2 separate regions of the Anser cygnoides genome follow, and region 2 is linked to region 1. The links are chromatin contacts, called in public Hi-C maps. All regions are on one chromosome and are shown on one strand. Each heading gives the region's core, a stretch centred on a gene start, on an enhancer-like site or on the middle of the called end of the contact. The rest is flanking DNA. Distances are from core to core; before and after follow the strand shown. Region 1 holds the start of RPL26L1 (ribosomal protein L26 like 1). Region 2 overlaps DUSP1 (dual specificity phosphatase 1).

Region 1 (7,116 bases), core at 1,800-4,299:
CCTGGAGGCCAAAGTATCCAAACATTTTGTTGTAATAATATGAAACTTTGAATATTCAGTGTTAATGCTAGAGTCAGATACATTTCAAAAGTATTCCTAATACATGTCTGTTGAAATTGTCTCATTCTTTTGGAAGTAGGGAAGGTAGCCAGTTTTATCTGCACACACACATACATGCCCACACCCCCCTAAAAATAAAAAGGCCACCAACCCCCCCCTCCCTACCCTGGCCCATTTTCTGCCCTGTAGTGATTCCTGACCAGTTACAGCATTGGAACTTTTCCTTGTTCTTATTATGGACTGATTGCTGTTCCTTTAGGTGTAAACTGGATTGTGTAATTTCCTGTATCTGTTAATGTATGGATAGATTTTATACATTTTTTCCATTTACAAAAATCAACTTGAAAACGAGATGCTTGTCTTCATTTCAGTGCGCGCGTCCATCTGTCCACGAGCGGTACCCACTAGATGGCGGCGGCTGCCTCGTGGCAGCCTGGGGTTTTTCCATTGCAATTCCTTCTCGTGCTGCCTGAAGGATTTCCTCTGATCCACAGTCACCAACTGAAATTTAAAGCAAAAAAAAATCCTAGTTTTTTCTCTTAAATTTGTTGGATCTTTGCTTATAGCATGTGAACTTGATGGATTACAGGGATGCAATGTTAATATCTTAGCAGGGCATCCTTCTGGGTGATGCAAGAGAAGATTCCTGTAGCACAGCGGATTGTGCTGTCAGTTTTCTGAAATTTCTTCCCTATTATAATTTCTTCAACACAAACTAGAAAAAGTTGATTGCAGATTCCTGCGTGTTTCTTGCCCCCAGTGTGTGATTTCTGCCCTTCTCCCCCATCCTCTATCTGAATTAAACGCTGCCTTCTGCGCAGTCCAGGCCAGTTCTTTAAACCAGATCAGTGAAATTGTTTCACTTTTTTTGGAAATAACAGATTGCATACTTCAGTGTGCTTGCTTTCTCTGCCAAAATGTCCACTGCAATAATGTAATAAATCACTTTTTTTTTTTTTTCCTAAATGTGGAAACCAAATTATAATAAAGTTCTGGCAAAACTGCTGAAGAAACAGTCTGCACCTTAGTTCTCTAAGCCAGGTCTAAGCCTCTGAGCACTGCCAAGCCAAGGCTGACTTTGGGTCTGCTGGCCGTTGTGGCATGCTTGTCCTTCAGGCATGGCTGGCTTGGATCAGGTAATGTTGCTGCATCGTGTGTTTACAGAAGAATTTGCTCTTCTCTCCAAATGTGAAAGCGCGGTGGTTACTGTTGCAGCAGGCCTGCCCCGTGCATACATGTGTCATTAGATTTCACTTCTATTCTCAGACATTTTCTAGAGATAAAATGAGCGTAGTTATGCTTTTAAACATCAGTGAAAACAACAATAATCTCAAGCCATAGTGGAAGGAAAACTGTTGATTGTAGGTGTTAATTCATCTTCTTGACTTTGCTCTTTCAAATCAGTATTTTGACAGAAGTATTTGTGGTTCTCCAAGAACGACATCCCTGTAGGAAGTAAAACATTTAGAACTTGTGTATATTCTGGTTTAAATAAACCTCTTTGAAGCTGCGCTTCATCATACAATGAGAACTTGCAGCACGGGATGCTTTGTGATGGTGGAGTCAGAATTTCAGCTCTAGGGGAAGCTGTAAAGCTGTGCTTTGGCATGTTCAAGAACTATGTGGACTGCTAAAGTGGTTTTGTTTTTTTTAAGAAAATGGAAATTGAGAAGAAAAAAATTGAGATGCATTTATGAATGTTTGATGTATCAAGTATTTGCATTTAACTACTGCTCTGTAAAAGTGAAATCTGCAGTGTAGATGGTAATGTTTATAGCTAATTTTCTGACTATTTCTCGTTTAAAGTTGCTTTCTGGTTGTGTGATACGCAGACTTTTGGGGCTGAAAATGACTGCAACGAGTATCTGCTTTAGAACAGCCCTTTGAAGTTCCAGATGAAATGTGGCGATGAGGTATTTCTCAATAGTCCTGGGAAGGAGGGGGAGAGGGGCAGGGTTTGCAGTCCTGTAACGTGGTGTGGCAATGTTTAAAGCACAAGTCTTGCATTTTTACAGTGGAGTTTATTAGGGAGTTCTCGCATTTCCCTTTTAATTTGCAACCTCATGTTAATAAAATACTAGACTTTTTAGTTCTACAATTAAAAATAAATCTCTCGTGTTTTGATTGGCTTCTTGTTGCACTGCCATTGCAAAATCAATCTGAAAGGGTTTTTTCGTTTGTTTTTAATTATTGTTCCAATGAACTAAGCGTTATCGCGCAATGAAATCACTGTAAGCCAGGTCACTCTGCCGAAAGTTAACGCGAGGCTCTTTTGCAATCAGCCCTGACTCATGTCTGGACGTTCAGTGCTCGGTTTTGAACGGTACCAAGTGTCCTAACCTCAGGTTGGTTTTTTTTTGTTTTTTTTTTTTCCCTTTTGTTTTTTTAAATGAGGTGCGTGGATTTTGCTTGGAACTTGCTGGTTTTGGCTTTACTCACGCGGTGAGTTGGTATGTAAAATAACCCCTTTTTTGCCTCCCCCCAACCTTTTAATTTCCTTCTCGTCTTGCTTCACTAAGTATTTAGAAATCACACTGAGGTAATTATGGAAGATTAAATTGCGAAGGGTTACGACAGACTGAACATGGGCGCTGTGTATCCGCACCACATTAAGTAATTACTTATTTTTAACTGGGGGGCTGCGCGTGCCTTGCTCCTGCCCTACACCGCCTGCCTGAGGGACGGGACCCCCCGCACCCCCTTTTGGGAATCAGCTCCCCAGCTCCGAGGGGAGACGCTTCATTTCTACCAGAATTGAACAATTGGGAATAATTTACTAGAAAACAAAGCGGGTTGGGGGGGGGAAATAAAAAAGGAGTGCCCCCCTGAGGCAGCGGGGTTGGGGGGGGGGGGGCTGGGGCCGGGCCTCGGCGCCTCAGGGGAGCCCTCAGGGGGCCCGGGAGGGGCGGGGGAGAACCGCCCGCGTGGCCACGCCCCCTCTCGCCTGGCCACGCCCCCAGCCCCACGTGGCCGCGCCCCCGCCCGTCTCAGCCCCCGCCGTTGGCCTCCGGCCGCCAGGGGGCGCTGCTCGCGCCCGCTCCTCTCGCGAGCTCTCGCGCGAACCCCGCTGCCTCTTGCCGGAAGCGGAAGTGCTTCCCTCTCCTCTTTCCGGCCGAGCGGCGCGGCGGCAGCAGCGGGGTGAGGGCGCCGCGGGCGGGCCGCGGGCATCCGCCGCCATCCGCCGGTATCGGCCGGCATCCGCCGCGGCTGGGGGCGGGCCGGGGCCGGGACCGGGCCCCGCTGCCGGGGTTGGGCGCCGCTGGGCCTGGAGGGGCCGCTCGCTGGCCGCCGCTGAGCCCGGGGCTGTCCCGGCCTGCAGCCCGGGCTGCCTGCTCAGGCGGGGCCCGGCACCGGCACGGGGCGGTGCGCGGCGGCGAGCGGGTGGGTGGCAGGCTCCGCGCTGACCTGGCTGATTTAGGGGTCTTCCGTAGTGGAAGGCTGCGATCTTCTGGTTAGCAGTGGGCGGAGGCTTGCCGCGGGCAAGCAGAAGCACCCGGGGGGCAGCCTGTCGGTCAGGGCAGAGCTGTGCTCTGATAGACAACCTCAGGGTGGTTATTAAGGCTTAGGAATGGCCAAGCGCAGTTTGTTTAACAAATCTGTTACGTGCTGCAAAGTCTAGTAGTACACTGCGCAGGCAGCCTCTAAGCGTTACAGGTATTCTATCTGTGCGAGTGTGAAATGTGCGCTCACTTCATAAATAAAGCAAACGTTTACCTTGGTGTAAAATTAAGACTACTCGATCAGATGTCCTGCACTCTGAGTACACTTAGCTTTGGGTTAGAAAGAATGGTCGCATGCACACATAGAGCACTTCTGTCAATCCACAGTGTCATTGTCACTCATGGAAGAGGCTGAAACCTTTGAAATGCAGTTTATAAAATTACACAAATCGGGAGTAGGAATAAAAACAGCTGAAGTGAGCTTTTAAGTTTTAGCGTACTTAGCGTAGGCAGACAGTAGCACGAATGCCTTTGAGTTACAAGCTTCTCAAAGTACTGTTTTTCTTCCTGCAGCCAAAATGAAGTTCAATCCATTTGTGACCTCAGACCGCAGCAAGAACCGCAAACGGCACTTCAATGCACCTTCTCACATCCGAAGAAAAATAATGTCCTCCCCGCTCTCCAAGGAGTTGCGGCAGAAATACAACGTCCGCTCGATGCCCATCAGAAAGGACGATGAAGTCCAGGTATCTTTCAGGCTGTACTGTCACGCTTGAAGTTTATTCATATTTTGTTTTCCACGACAAATTCAAATCGATGCCACGGCTTTACCATGAGTCTTGTAAAAATAATACAAGTTAACGTAATCATAGGTTTGTCCTGTTGAATATTTCTTGAGACACAACCAGTGAGAAGGAAGGTAAAAGGAACATAAACGTGGCAGTAGAAGTATGTGCATTGTTCACATGCGTGATTTAGTTGCATGCATTGATTATCACTCTGGATTAAAGACTTTAAACAATAAGGCAAAGAATTGTTTGTTTTCTTTCTGTAGACTGTTTGCTACCAGTGATATGGGAAAGATCAGTTTAGAAATGAATGGAGTTAGGTGGCCTTTTTGTTTTAAAATGTAATGATAGAAGAGAAGTTAGGATGAAAAACAGTTGGGGTTGACTGTTACCTTTCCGGTTGAAAAGAGTTGAAGTTACTTGATCAGGGCTTACTGCAGGCAAAGTGAGTGAAAAGTACAGTTCTGATCCATTGTATTTTCCATTTTAGTGATCAGCTAAATCCAGTAACTGGTAGCTTTCTGGCATGAGCAGAGTTGGGAGCTCAACCCGTGCAGTTCTGGTTTTCTGATGGGATAATTAAGTTGTGTTTGCTAAGGCCGGGTGATTGTTACAGGGGTGTTTTGGAAGTATTGGGAACGTGTGCCTTCTGTGTGCTCCTGCAGGTTGTCCGGGGGCATTACAAAGGACAGCAGATCGGCAAGGTGGTCCAGGTGTACAGGAAGAAGTACGTCATCTACATCGAACGTGTGCAGCGCGAGAAGGCCAACGGCACGACTGTGCACGTGGGAATCCATCCTAGCAAGGTACAGGGTGTAAAGTGACATCTGCGGTGCAAAAAGAGGCCTTGCTGCCACATGAAAAATCTGCTGCTTGCTTAAGTAGAACCTTGTTACGGCACATGGAGTAACGGATTGAGATTGATTGGGATGGGCGTTAATAAAGAAAAGTTACAGGGTCACGGTAGCAGGGAAGTAATGGTTGGAACCGGGAGCTCTCAGATATTTCTGAGGCTTATTTGGTGGAGAAGTTGCAACAGACTTCAGAGTGTTCCTAAAGTGCTTTTTGGAAGAGCTTGGCGATTTTAAAGCACAAATAGTTATTTTTTTGTTTGATTGTTTTGGGAACTGATCATTTAGAACAACTCTTCATTGTTGCTGTGTGGCACTGCACTGACTAAGGAAGTGTTGGAAATGTTTGGGTAGATGCTCAGAACTGTGGTTTGTTCTTGTGGCTGTTATGCGCTAATTTTGCCTGCATCTAGTTTTAGCCTGAAGTGTTTCACAGCGTTCAGAGTTAGCGAAAACCAGGCAAAGCCTGTTTAGATCATAATAGCAAAACATTTCCAATTAAACAGAACAACTAGCCAGAAACCTAGTTTGAAGCAGATGAAATGAGTCTGCCCCAAACCTGTCATGTGGGCACGGGTATCGAAGTGCTGGTGGAGGAAATCCAGTTGTAGCAGGTTTTCTGGTCTGAAGGGTTGGTGTGTACGGGAGAGGCAGAGCAGAATGATTCCAAAACAGCCTAATGGCTTGTGTGCAGGAACAACATCTGAGGTACAAGGTGACACTGAGGGAACCAGCGTACCTGCAGTTGGACGTTACTTCCCTGATAAATAGCAGTGGGAGAAATTGAGGTTGGTGCTGGTCCTGCGTTTCTGTGAGCGCTCTCCCTAACTGGGAATTGGACCTCGGGAAAGCTTTGTATGCGGATTCGAGTTGTTAGTGCATGGGAACAGGGGAACGCTTTGTTGCAAGCTGGCAATGGGATGGGTGAGCGGTGTCTGCCTCTTTTAGGTAAAGGGATGATTGAGACCGGACCGCACAATGGAACTAACCAGGAGCATTTCGCTGTACTGCAGCCTATGTCAGTTTTCTCAGATTTGATTATGTCAATTGTATTTTTAAAGTGCTCCTTTCAATAATATCAAAGTATTTATTTCATCGCCAGTTTTGGGAGCAGAAAAAGCACTGAAGGTTGTCCAGGGGCTGAGAATCAGCACTTGGGTTTTCTTCTGCGTTGTTACAAAACGTCGCGAAGGATCTGGTAGCGAATGGATTGGGCAGATTATCTTTTGTGTGTCCATGTTAGTAATGCTTGATAATTCCTGTCCGCTTTACAACTGGTCAATAGCAGATCGTGTTCTTGGAAGCGTTCTCCACGTACGAGTCAGTGGTGCGTGGACTTCATTGTTCCCTGCAGTTACGCCAGATGTTCGGTTATTCCAGGCAGCATAGCAATGACACGACAGCAGCCAGCAGCTGTGTGGTTTTCCAGTGTTCCAAAACGCAGGTAGCATTGTTTAAAACATGGAGAAATTAATGGAATCGTTCAGGTTGGAAAAGACGCATGGAGTCCAACCATCCACCTGAGTCCAGTGCTAAACCGTGTCCCACAGCGTCACGTTCACACCTCTCTGAAATGCCTCCAGGAACGGCAACTCCACCCCCTCCCTGGCGGCCTGGTCCAGCCCTGACCACCCTTCCTGTGACAAAATTCATCCCAGTAGCCACCCTAAGCATCCTCGGGCACAGCTTGAGGCCGTTTCCTCACATCCTTAGGATCTATTGCTTTCCTTTGTGGTGGTGGGAACGAGAGTCAGCTGTATGCAGGTGTAGCGCCCATTGTGTTTGAGCAGCGCCTGGCGTAACGGACAGCGTTCCAATGAAGTGATGGAAGTCGGACTGACTTCACGGTAATGATTTCATTATGTAGCTGGCCCGAAATTTGGCTGCTCTTCAGTTTGCTCAAATGTTGTGACTGTGCATCCAAGCCACGGTCCATACATTTTGATTCCTTGAATGCACCTGGAGAAACCAATACAC
Region 2 (7,116 bases), core at 1,871-4,370, 92 kb before region 1:
TTGGACAAGATGATCTCCAGAGGTCCCTTCCAATCTGTGACTCAGTGAACACCAGGCAAGCCCCAGATAAGTCCGGGAGAAGCCACGGAGATGCTAACATCTACAGTTAGTAGTTGTGCTTCATCTCCATCTCCCCACACCAAGCGTGTTCACAAGCGTCCCCTCTTTTAGCTCTTTCGGCTCCCATCCCGCAGAGCCCAGCGTCACCACAGAGCGCCTGCCAGGGGGACAGGGCCACCCGCCATGGTGACAGCGGTGGGAAGGGAGCTGGAAGTCACCTGCGGGCTGCACCGAGTGTCTCATCGCACCCACTCATCTGTGTCTGAGCAGCGCCCCGGAGGGGAAGCCCAGAACGAGTCATTTCTGCGTCTCGCAGGAAACGCACGCAAATGCAGGATCTTGAGCGAGCCACGCAGGAAACCCCCAGCTCGATGGCATCCTGGGGGCTCAGCCGCATCCCAGGGTCTCAGCCCTATCCTGGACTTGCCACGGGTGCCCGCGAGGCTGGGGGCACACACAGCCCCACAGGAGGGATGCGCAGCCCCCACAGCAGCTGAAACCCTGGGAATGGGAAATTCCCAGGGGAAAAATCCCCCAGAGGACAGGCCGTGCCACACCTTGTAGGGACAAAGAACAAACCTGCCTTCTCCCTGGCTTCGAATGCTAGTCCTAAGATGAGGGAAAGTTTGCTCTGTGACTGGGTAATGGAGCCAGTCTAAGTCCACGTAGGACCCTGGCACTGCTCTCCTGACAGGCACAGACTTGTACACTACACTTCCAAAACGGGGAATAGCTCTCAAAACAGATAACTTCTACCTGTCCTGGGTACCAGGGATGTCCCTTGGGTATTGCCCTCAGCTTTGCATGCCATGATTTGCACAAGAGCAGAACACGCAGACCTGACCAGGTCCCACGCACAGCTATCTGTCCAGGCTGAAGTCCTCGGAGCAACGCCAAGTATCTCACCAGAACACCAGCCTCTGCAGCTCCCACTTCACCCCAGGCTCTCACCCTTTTCCCTTCAGGCCTGCCTTCCCTCCTCTAACACCTTGGTCCCACTTAACCCCGATGGGCGCTAACTGTGCCCACCTGTCCTGGCGCCTTGGCTGTGCTCTGCACGTAGGAAAGAGCACGTAGAGGGGAGGCTACATGCGTCCACACACGGTACAAAGCTTGAATAATCTGTTCTTTCAGCATGTATGTTTTAGCCTGGGTTTTAGCTGTTTTCCCTACCTGTCTACAGTCTTGGATCGGAGCAGATTTGGGAAAGCCAGGATTGCACTGAAATGCAATTTCCAAAGGACTTGTGGTGCCCTTTCTGCTGTCCTGGAGCCAGAGGGGAAAAAAAAAAAAAAAGGCGGGTGGTAACTGGGCAAACTAGATTTGCCTGTGTATGATCAGGATGTAATGTTCTTTTTCAACCTAAATACATAACACAGCCTTGTGGCCCTGCTGCTCTGATACCAGGGTGACTAACGCAGGACAGTCCCTAAGCAGTAGTGCACCCAGCGCCTCTCCGCGCTGATTACAAAAGAAAGGCAAAAGCTTTGAGACAAGGGGATTACCCCAGACGCTCTAATCTGGAGCTGTGTGTCTGTCTGTCGTGTGGTAACCGGGTACGCCACATCCCCCGGGTACTGCCTTTTGCTGGGGGCATTACGTGCTGCTCATCTGCTGTGCCCCCACGGGGGTCCTGCGTTGCCTGCGTCTGCCCCTCACAGGAGGGACACCACGTGCGATGGGCTTCACGCTGCTGCAACCCTTCTTTGTGTGTCTTGCACCCAGCTCCCCCACCCCGTTCAGGCGTTTTGGGGACCCGAAGGGCTCCATGCCATCCATGCCTTCCCCGGCCCTGCTGCCCGTGGCTGCTGTTTGCCTTCGGGGTGGGTGAGCGGCTCCTGGCCTGGAGGAACGACGCCGGGAGCCAGTTCCTGAAACGCAAAACATGCGTTTTTATCACTTTGTGACAAATTGGTTTGTCAGCAGCAGGAAGTGATGTTACTGCCGTCCTCAGCAAAGGGAAACTCCTCGTGGTTTCCATGGGGACATATGCAACTGTATAATTACGGGTTTATATAAGCCTAAGCCCTCCGTACACCCGCTGTGTGCCTCGTTTCTGGGGGTCTCGGGCCCCCAGAAGGGGGGCAGGAGCGCAGCTGAGCCCTATTAGCACAGCAGGGAGCCAGGATAGCAGGAGTTCAAAGTCCGGCCAACCAGGGGGAATAAATGGGGGGGGGGGGGGGGAGAAGGGAAAATGCCCCCCAGCACGTGCACAGGGAGCAAAGTTCAGCTTGGCCGTGTCCGTCCATCTCCCCCAGCGCTGACACGTTGGCACACTGACGTGCCATTTGCTCTCTTGCTTGCGCCTCTCCTGCTTTTGGTGGCTGTTCTCTCCCCCTTATCCCTCACTTCTCTGGCCCGGGAGCAGTTTGGGATCAGGACACAATCCCGTTCACAGATGATTTGCAGGAATCTGTGGGCTGGGGGCACCGCGGGACTCGGGTGGCAGCAGGAGGGTCACGACAGAGCCCGCAAAGGTCGCTCTGAGCCGGCAGCGCCTCTGGGTGCCACCGCCAGCTGGCTCTCAGAGCCCTGCTTTGTGCTGAAGCCGCTCTCTGTGCCCCTCTGTCAGGTGCCTGCTTAGGCTATAAAGCTGATCGGCTGCCAGGTAATGAGTTTTATTGTTCCAAGAAGCACATAAACAACCTCCCCCGGCTGACGGAGAGCGGATTTCTGTTTGAACTGTGATTAACAGGCAGGATTTTTTTTATCAGTTGCATGGCCAGGGCTGCCAAGGTTGTATTTTTCCATTGAACAAGCTCTGCTTGTCTTTGAAGGTGAAAGTTTGTTCCACTGTTTGCTGCAGGTGAAAAAAAAGGCTCACGTTTCCAGAAAGAGCCTTGTGAGTTTTACGAGGAATGCAGCGGTGGGTGCGATCCCATGGAGTCCCTGCCCAGGGACTTTCCATGGAGGAAAGAAAGGGGTTTTGCAGGCTCTGCAGGATGAGAAGGACTTTTGGGGAGGACATTGCACTTTGAGGTGCTTCACACTGCAGAAAGACTTTTTAACTTCGGTTCTTGGAGCCTGGGGAGCTCTCCTCCTTTCCCTTTTAGCTGCTCCATTTGTTTTTATCCCTTGGCGTCAGGTCGAAGCGCGGCGCTGACGACAGAGCTGCGTCTGCGGAGCAGCACACGTGGAAGCCTTTCAGACGCAGCGCTGCATCATCCCGGCCTTCAAGGGCACCTTCGCTTCAAGGGGCCTGGGTTTTAGCACCGTTAGCGCTCCAGGTAACTTGCAGGGTTTCAGCAGGAGGCTGTGGTGCTCAGTACATCTTCGGTTATGTGACAGGACTGCAGCTGCTTTGTGCTTAAACGTTGACTTTGGATTGTAGCTATTAGGACGCCCTGATATTACACAAAGAATCATAAACTGCTGTTATCTGCCTGAGCAAATCCATTTTTGATGGGGCAAAAGCAGCACGTGACTCCTTGAATTTCAGCGATGCGAGGACTGGCAGCTTCCTCCTGGAGTAGATGCAGAGCCAGAACACCTGCTGTCCCAGTGCCCCCCCACGTCCAGTTAGCTGGCGCTGCCACCACTAACTTGCTTAAAAAACCAGCCTCCAGCTGCATTTCTCCCACATTAGCTTCCCCCGGTAAGGACATGTCCCAGCAGCGCTGCTCCCCCCCTACACACCCCACAGAGGTGTCACACCCCATCCACAGCATCAGCCCCGCACCATTTGCTGCCACCATCGCCCCGCAGCTCCTGCCCACGAGCTGCCAGCAGCACCAACCAGTCAGGGCTTGTCTCCCTGCCTTTTGTTATGCTAGATAAAACTTCTCCTTGCCTCAGCTTAAATGCTGGGGAAAAGTCCAGTCTAGTGGGAATCTGCAGCCAGAGAATTTATTTGGGTCTGTGTAAGAAGTTATATGACTGCTGGTAACCTGGCCTGTTGTTATGCCCTGATTTATCTCCAGAGATAGCACAGCAAGCCAAATATTTCACTGCAGGGATCAGAGGCGCTTTGAATTGCAGAAAGGAGTTAAGGAGGCAAGACAGAAAAAGAAAACACCTTGGCACAAACTCAGCAGCACTGGAGATCAGCTAGCAACAGGTTAATTTTTAGACTTAACCTTTGAAGCATTCAAAGTAAACAAGCAATAAGGAAGCTTCTTCCTCCTTCCTGGGAGAGGACTATTTTAACTCCCCTCTAGTCCCTTGCCCAAGTCTCAGTTGGTTCGAACTATTACAGCTCAGTTGCCAATACTGCAGCCAAAGCCACCTTACAGCTGAGAATCTGGCCTTGGCTGTTTGCCACAGCACATAATTATACAGGGACAAAGAGCTCAGGTTAAGAAATGGCAGAAGTTTCTAGTCAAGTATGTTGTTTTTAAATTCCTTTTTCTGTCTAGTTCAGTCAAGACCCTAGGAATTTGCACTACCTGGGGCCAAACACCATTAGAAATTCAGACTGACTTCTTTTGCTTGGTATCTGGGAGCTTGTAAAGTTTTAGGACAGTAAGATGCACAAGACTTTAAATAATATAATCCAGCTTTCAATAGAAATACTATAATTTATTCTGTTTGTATAAAAAGTTATAGTCACGTAACAAAACTATGTCTTCATAAGAAGAAATATATTATTTCACATCATAAATAAATCAAACATACAACCCTTGGCAACTCAAAAAAGCACGCGCCTGTGGTGCTTTCATGTCAGTGCTTGGGAAACAAGAAGAGCTGACAGATATATACACACAGGATTACAGTACCAAAAAATGCTGAGGTATTTAGTTTCTCTAGAAATGAAACTGTAAGTTCATGAAGGCAAAACAATGCTCTAATGTAAAAATAAATAAATAGGATTGTCATAAGAGGGGACAGCATCAGTGTTGCTTAAAGTGTCCAGGAATGGGAATACTGGTGAGCACACTACTAAATGTGCAGCAGGCTTAGGACAAACAGAAGACAAGGGGGAACAGCTCAGGAAAACACAGCGTCCTTTGCTCTTTGCGTAGGCATCCAGATATTGGCTTTAGAAGACAGCAAGAGAGTCTGTAACACCTAGTTCTCTGGCATCAGGTGAGCTCCTCTGCTCGTGACAGTGTTCTGGGATGCACGGATGGTTCCCCACAAGACACAAGTGACTGATGACACTGTCCCCATAGTTATTGCACTTCTGAGACAGTACGTCTGAGTTCTGACCGCATTTTCACCTGCCTCTCAGCAGCTCGGGGAAGTGGTGATGGGACTCTGAAGGTAGCTTAAAGCATTGGACGAGGTGTGAACAGGGATGGAGACTGGAAAGTTAAAGACTGTGGTGGTCGATGCTCCTCTGTCCAATACTGACATAGCGGGGCTCCCAGCTTCTGCTGAGCAGTTGGGGGCAAGGACCTGCGACTCAAACTGGAGCAGCTGCCCCATGAAGCTGAAGTTTGGGGAGATGATGCTCCTTCTCTGCTTCACGAACTCAAAGGCTTCATCCAGCTTGACTCTGTTGGTCCTCATGAGATAAGCAAGGCAGATGGTCGCTGACCGGGAAATGCCAGCCTGGCAGTGCACAAACACCCTTCCTCCATCGTTTTTAACAGAGTCTGAAAGAATTAAAATACACAGTTAGCAAACAAGTCCCACTGCTTCCAGAGGTGGGGAAGCAGCGCCTGCCATTTTACATGTCTTTAATCCATCCCTTCCTTAACCGAATAGGTGAGCCTGGTGCTTTCGAGACAAAGAGAGCCTTTGTCCTGAGGGAAACAGCACTCTAGCTATTTTCATTCTGGGCTCCAATTCCAATTATACTAATAGGTCCTCCAGGTCACTTTAGCAGTCTCGCAAGATTACTTTAATACTGATCCGCTTAAATTCACTAGCTCTTTTCTGCAAGACTAATGCCTCTTGATTCAAGATTTCAAACAGTTTTGTAAAGCCAAGATTATTCCTCTCAGCTGAATAAAATTAATGGACACATTCCCTGGGCATTTATCCCTTCACAACAAAGGTTCCCCAATCTCAAACGTGGCTGTGCTGAGGAAGACAATACCACTCCCACCCAAAAAAAGGAAAAAAAAATCACTCCCAGGGTACACCACACGAGACAAAAGAACCATAGAGAAAGCTCATTTACCTATGAAATCAATCGCCTCATTAAACCAGGAGCTGATATCCGCCTTGTGGTTGTCCTCCACCGGGATACTCTTGTACTGGTAGTGCCCTTCGAAGTGGTTGGGGCAGTTGGCCGAGACGTTGATCAGCGCCGTGATCCCCAAGGCGTCCAGCATGTCCTTCCGGGAGGCATGGTACGCGCTGCCCAAGTAGAGGAACGGCAGGATTTCCACGGGGCCACCCTGGAAGCGGACGGACAGACAGACAACCGGTCAACACCGCTCGGGCAGCTCCCCACCATCGTCCCTAACACCCCCCGGGCACCGCGGGGTGCCGGCACCCACACATCCCCCCCCGCTCACCTGGTCGTACAGGGGGGTGCCGCAGGAGCTGCACCCCGAGTCGGCGCTGCCGGGGGCGCTGCTGGCGCTCAGGGGGAGGCTGAGTCCGGTGGGGGCGGCCGGCTTGGTGCACAGCTCGGAGCAGGCGGCCGAGAAAGCTTCGTAACCTCCTGCGGGGCAGAGGGGAGAGGGGCGCGGGGTGAGCGCTGCGCGGCCGGGGGCGAGCGGAGCCCGCGGCCGGCGGCGGGGGAGGAGGAGGCGGCCGCGTCCCCGGGGGACCCCGGGCGGCCACTCACCCTTGAGAAAGCAGATGCGGGCGCCGCGGGCTTCCCTGCAGAGGGTGCCGAGGGCCAGCAGCAGGGTGCTGTCCCGCTTGGGCAGCTCCAGGTCGGCGCTGCGCTCGTCCAGCAGCACCACGGTGTGCACCAGCCCCTGGCGCAGGCGGGCGCGGAGCTCCTCGTTGGGGACGACGTGCTCCAGGGCCAGGGCTCCCTTCGCCCGGCGGCGGACGATGGTGCTGAGGCGCACGTTGCAGGAGCCGCGGATGTGCGCCGCGTTGAAGGAGAAGAAGGAGCGGCAGTCCAGCACCAGGCACTGCGCGGCGCGCTCCTGCAGCAGCCCCCGCAGCGCCTCGCACTCCAGCGCGCACACCCGCAGGTTCACCATGGCT

The links. A called contact is a pair of places that touch in the nucleus more often than the background predicts.
Region 2: a contact with region 1 is called in a Hi-C map of liver, with 11 times the contacts expected there. The contact joins the enhancer-like site here to the promoter of RPL26L1 in region 1. A contact is called at or near these places in 4 of 7 Hi-C or Micro-C datasets (fetal liver, granulosa cells and liver).

The regions. Positions count from the first base shown.
Region 1 is chr14:10,527,570-10,534,685 of Taihu_goose_T2T_genome, reverse strand. It overlaps RPL26L1 (ribosomal protein L26 like 1), which reads left to right and starts at 3,049. Exons shown (of 4, transcript XM_048080352.2): 1 at 3,049-3,198; 2 at 4,074-4,246; 3 at 4,954-5,094. The coding sequence starts at 4,079. ERGIC1 (endoplasmic reticulum-golgi intermediate compartment 1) reads left to right here. Exons shown (of 10, transcript XM_048080351.2): 10 at 1-1,711.
Region 2 is chr14:10,619,840-10,626,955 of Taihu_goose_T2T_genome, reverse strand. DUSP1 (dual specificity phosphatase 1) reads right to left here. Exons shown (of 3, transcript XM_067005574.1): 1 at 6,468-7,116; 2 at 6,128-6,347; 3 at 4,558-5,597. The coding sequence starts at 7,112. The coding sequence ends at 5,227. Among named protein-coding and RNA genes, the nearest start is that of DUSP1, 3.7 kb to the right of the region's middle. Within about 2 kb of position 3,120, at least 1 of the 3 cell types and tissues checked has open chromatin away from gene starts, as enhancers often do. A contact at or near this core is called in liver, where this site is marked.